2 separate regions of the Mus musculus genome follow, and region 2 is linked to region 1. The links are chromatin contacts, called in public HiChIP or PLAC-seq maps. All regions are on one chromosome and are shown on one strand. The core of a region is the stretch at or near the end of the contact, and the rest is flanking DNA. Distances in the headings are between cores, read along the strand shown.

Region 1 (2,613 bases), core at 42-2,541:
GGAGTTTGTAAGCCATTCTACATGGGTGCTTGGAACCGAACTCAAGTCTTCTGGGGGCTGGGGGGGGGGAGAGCAATTATTATTAACCACTGAGCCATCTCCCCAGCTCCAAGAGTGGTGTGTCTTTGAATGTTGTATTATTTTTGACGACCTCTGCTATCTCTGTTGTGTGTGCGCACGCCCGTGCTTTTTCTCAGCTTGACACAAACTAAAATCAACTGGGCAGAGGCAACCTCATCCGAGGAATTGTCTCTTTCAGATTAGCCTGTGGGTCTGCCTATGGGGGCATTTTCTTGAGGAGTGATTGATGAGGAGGGTCCAGCTCACTGTGAGTGGTGCCATCCCTGGGCAGGCGGCTCTGGGTTGCATAAGAAAGCAAGCTGAGCAAGCCATGAAGAATGAGCCAGCAAGCAGCATTCTTCTAATAGTCTCCGTTTCAGTTTCTGCCTCTAGGGTCCTGCCTAAATCCCTGCGTTGATTTCCCTTGGTGATGGAGTGCTACCTGGAAGTATAGTATGAAGTAAACGCTTTCCTTTCATAAGTTGCTTTTGGTTAATGTTTTATCACAAGAAAAGACAAACAAATATGGTAGGTAGGCAGGAGTATCTCCTTGCTACTCCCAGGTGGGGGTCAAAGTACAGATTTCTCCTTGGCTTTACTGATGCCTGGAGTGATGGGTGTCTGTTACTGCTGGGTGACATTTGTCCAGACTCCCTAATAGCTTTTACCTTACATCTCCGTGGTTTAGAGGGGCACCCAGTTGCTACGTCCAACGTAGTCTTTATGGGGCTATTGAGGAAATGGCCCTGCTGCCACTTCCTATATAAAGAAACCTGGCTTTATATGACCTTGTCTAACACAATCGTTAGTGGAAGAGGAAGTGACCCTTTTAAAAAAAATGTAATAACTTCTTTGGATTGTGCTGACTACCTTAACTTACTGGAAATCCACTTAGCTATTTTGTTGATAGATCACTCTTATTTTTCTATCTATTTGATTGCTTCCTCATGGCTTCCCCATCTACTTCCCATATGTGGACTTTTTTTCCAGAAAGGGCTTTCCCCTGAGGCAGGACTTTGTCCAGGGACACTGCACTGAATCCGGTCCTCTGAGCACTGTCTCACATCATGTGACTGCTCGAGCTGTCCCCTGAAATCCTCCCACTCCTTGAAACTCTAGGCCCACAGTCTTACTCCCTGAGTAACATTTGTGCCTCTACGTCTGCCACCACTCTTCACTGCTCCAGCACACAACGTGTGTTTCCTCTTGCCTTCTGGTCTCTTCCGGTTCTGCTTCGTCATCTGTTTCTTAACCTCTCTCCATAATGATGTCATCCTTCTAAGCCTGTGCACATTAAACCATCCGGTGCCTTACTCGGCCTCATTCATCTTTCCCTACCCGGGATTGTATTGAGGACAAAAAAAAAAAAAAAAATCACACATTAACTACGCTTCCGCGACTTGTACAAGCCGTGCAACCTTGAAAGCTTTATTAAATTCAGCTTCCGTTTCTGTGAATTGGCAATGAAGATAATAGCAACTACAGAGCCTCGATTCAAGGATAGGATGAGTTCTCTGGGTGCACCATCCACACGTCCTTGAGACCTCAACCATGGCAGCTCTGGGGGGTTGGGGGCTGTGTCTACTAATGTGCAACACTTTTCCTGTCCTATTGCTTGATCGCAACCTTGGTGTTTCCCTGATTGGCTTGCTGAGGTTCCCCCTTGTCTTCGCCTTTCTAAAGCATCCAGTTTATATGCAGCTCACTTGCTGCTCTCTAACTTGCACTGTTGATGTGTTTTGTGCCTTTCTTTGAAAAGGTTTACTTTTATTTTATGTGCGTAACTGATTACCGGCTCGAGTGCATGCTCACCACAAACATGCAGGGCAGTGAGTGCCCTTGGAGGCCAGAAGACGACATTGGATTCCCTGGGATTGGGGTTAACAACTGTTGTAAGCAGCGTGATGTGGGTGCTGGGAGCTGAACCCCCATCCTCTGCCATAGCATCTAGTGTTCTTAATGGCTGAGCCATCTCTGCAGACCTCTTCTTTAAAAATAACTACTCATTTTACTTCACTTAAATGTATTATCTATCTATCTATCTATCTATCTATCTATCTATCTATCTATCTATCTAATCATCCTCCTTATACGTTTGCTTGTTCCTTTGAATGATAGTTCTCTTTTTCCTTCAGATTTTGTACATCTATCTGGTTGTAGCTTAAGTGCCAGAGTGTTCTGTAGTGTCTCCCTCCCATCCCACTCTTTCCATTTTTGCATTTGGTTAGAGCTGGATTCACTGAGCCATAGACTGAGGCAACATAAGGTACCATGTCCTTCTCCCCTCCTGGCCCGCTTAAGGGGGTTCTGTATGCTTACCCAGCTCCCTGTGTCAGTATCAGACCCTGCCTGCTCTATAGCAATCGATCACTGAAATTTGTAGACTCTGCATTCTTCACCTCTCAATTGACCCAAGTCTGAGTGCTGAACCCCGGGAGGCTCTGAGATAATAATGGAAGGACCGGACTGTGTCTGTGAACTTGCTCTTGGGACCAGACTGATGGTCCCCCCCCAGCCCCTCACTTGGCTTACCTTAATTTGGAGTAAGACTTC
Region 2 (2,613 bases), core at 65-2,564, 640 kb after region 1:
AGGTGGGTATCCACTCAGCAGCTCAGAACGGCTCCTTTCAACACTCGTACACATAAAAGTGTGCCCTGCTCCTACCACCTAGAACGCGAAATATTTTGTAGAGGTTGTTTGGTGACTCAAGGCAGTCTTTACGGGCTTAAGTTAAAGGTAGGCAGATGCTTTGGGGTGCTTGAAGCATATTCATTAAACCGGACTGCAAAACTCCGTGGAAGATAAAAGACTCCTAAACGCATCATGTCATTTTAAAAGCAAAGCTTCGCTACGATACCAATGTACTCAGAGATAACATGCACCTGCTTTACACACTCAGTGGAGAATTCATTTATAAATTGTCAGGATGCAGGTGCTAACCGAGGCTGGTTTTTGAAGGTCTGCAGTACTCTTGCCTGGTTGCTGGGAAGGAGGACGGGGAGGCGCTGGAGCGAGGGCAGAGCTGAGAGTCTGTAGGAGTTGCTGTTCCAGAGAATTCATTACTCTCTAATTGTTCTGGTTTTACATGAGCAGAGCTTGCCGGGCGGTGGTGGAGAGAAAGATCGAGGGCGAGGGCGGACAAGGCGAAAGGAACCAGCGGCTCCCTCCCTTCCCCCACACATCCCAGAGAAGTCTAGGCGCATTTTTTTTCTTTTTTTTTTTTTTGTAAGTAATTCACCATCATTTGCGAGGAGAAACGGCCCAGTCAGACAAGCAATCGCTAGCACATCTAAATTTTGCAGGGTATTGAGTGCGGGTCCCGGGACCCTTTCCAGGTTTAATTTAAGGATTATCCGCAAGCTGCAGTTGAGTGCTCTGTGGGTTTCCACAGTCTACAGGCTGGAAAAGGGCTGGAGGGAGACGCACCCCAGTGGTTATTTATTCCCTCCCTGCTGTAGACGTCTTTCCCAGGCACTGACACCTCTCGGGCCCTTATACAGGAACACGTACAGCCGGCCTCCACTGTGGAAAGAAACCGGGAAGTGTGGGTCTCACAGAACCCAGTAGGAAGCTTTGCCCAAGGCCAGGCTGCAATTAGGCAGCCGCATGGAGGCTGAGCTTCCCACCTGTTGCTGTACCCTCTGGGCCGCGACTTCCTCCTCCTCAGCCCAGAGCTGGACTCTCAGACCAGGCTAGGCAGCTGGAGGAGGTAGAGGAAGCCACAGCAGGTTCCGAGGCTGGCAGAGCCAGGGTCCGCGGGTGTAGAGATCCTCCTCCTCCTCCTCCTGATGGCGGTTCCCGGGGCGGGGGAAGCGCAGCCACGTGCGCTCCGATTGGCCAACAGTGGGCAGAGGGCGGAGCCAACAAGGCCGGTTATCACAAGGACCGCCTCCAGGCTATCGCAGAGCGCACTGGAGCCCTGGCCAGCGCGCAGCCTTCCCAGCACCGGCAAGCAGTGTCTTGGGAATTCTCACTTGCTTCGGCTCATTCTCTTTCACAAAAACCACTGGATCTTACATGCTTCTGTAATCCCCACTTCCACTCCATGTCCCCATGATCCTGTACCAGCAACAGGTAAGGGCTTCTGTGTTTTCTTCCTGTTCTCTTCTGGGTTGTCTGTGTGTGTCCAGGGCAATGAACTTGCTCCACAGTCCTCTACCCTACAGCTCCGGCTGCTCCGGAGGTGCCCAGTTGTCAGGCTGCTGTTAATGCTTTCCTCCCGCAAGCTTTGGAGTCCCGGCTCATTGCCTATATAGTTTGTGTGCGCACCAGAACATCCTCAGAGCTAAAAATACTGAGACACGCTTGGAAGAGTTGAGCAATAGAAACAGATTTCTCTGCAGCATCTGTTTGTGCTCATAACTTCCAATGCACCAGCTGTAGGGAGATATTGGGTTTAGAGTCAAGCGCGAGCCTGGCGTGGATTCTTCCTCTTATTGCGGGTGAGAGGGAGGAAGAGAAGGAGACTGGGGCTTGATCGGACCAAGAGACTTAGCACTTAATCTAGATCCTTGGTGTTTGGGGAGGGGGAGTCCTTGCTACAGATACAGCACAAAATTCCAGAGTGAGCTTCTCAAGTCTCAAAGTTCCTTTGCTGAGAAAAAAAGGAAAAAAGTAGCAGCCAGAGTTGGATTTTAGCTTCAAGACCGCAAAACTTTCCCATCCGATGTCGGTCTCCCCTAAGTACTTTGCTATTCTTAGTAATAATGGTGTAAATTCCTCATTTGAAGACAGTGTGGTTTAAGGGAAGCAATGATCGAAGCAACTTGATTCAGGGAGGAAAACGACTGCATCATAACTAGTACTCCTATGACAGTTGAGGGAAAAACCAAGTTAGGAAATGGGTAGTCGCACGTCCGTCTGCTTCAGTCTGTCAGTGGAGATTTGGATGAGGTTATCCATTCTAGAGATTTTCACAAACTCCGAAGATACCTGGCAGTAAATAAAGGCATTGCTTGAAAACCTGTTTTGGTTAAGCACAGAAGAGAATTAATATATCTCCTTTAATCATTTGTTGTCTTTTCCTATTAATAATTAATAGGCAGTCGTATTTCCTCTTGGAAACCAGCTCTGTAGGTGCACTGTGAGCTACCATTACACTTGTCTTTCTCTTCTTACCCACATCTAAGGGTTTTATTTTTATTTTCATTACATAGTTGAGTACACACACACACACACACACACACACTCACTTCCCAACGC

The links. HiChIP or PLAC-seq counts read pairs in DNA pulled down with a chosen protein or histone mark.
Region 2: an H3K4me3 HiChIP or PLAC-seq map of bone marrow-derived macrophages shows a contact between it and region 1, with 6 times the contacts expected there. The contact joins the promoter of Kcnj2 here to the enhancer-like site in region 1. A contact is called at or near these places in 3 of 39 promoter capture datasets (embryonic stem cells, hippocampal neurons and liver), 5 of 115 datasets of contacts at active chromatin or transcription factors (astrocytes, bone marrow-derived macrophages, embryonic forebrain and 1 more) and 3 of 9 other capture datasets (adipose tissue, embryonic stem cells and liver).

Annotation. Positions count from the first base shown.
Region 1 is chr11:110,426,105-110,428,717 of GRCm38.p6, forward strand. All of the region lies in intron 1 of Map2k6 (mitogen-activated protein kinase kinase 6), which reads left to right. Among named protein-coding and RNA genes, the nearest start is that of Map2k6, 28 kb to the left of the region's middle. Within about 2 kb of position 1,292, at least 115 of the 459 cell types and tissues checked have an H3K27ac peak or open chromatin away from gene starts, as enhancers often do. A contact at or near this core is called in adipose tissue, bone marrow-derived macrophages, forebrain and 1 more, where this site is marked.
Region 2 is chr11:111,064,850-111,067,462 of GRCm38.p6, forward strand. It overlaps Kcnj2 (potassium inwardly-rectifying channel, subfamily J, member 2), which reads left to right and starts at 1,315. Exons shown (of 2, transcript NM_008425.4): 1 at 1,315-1,485.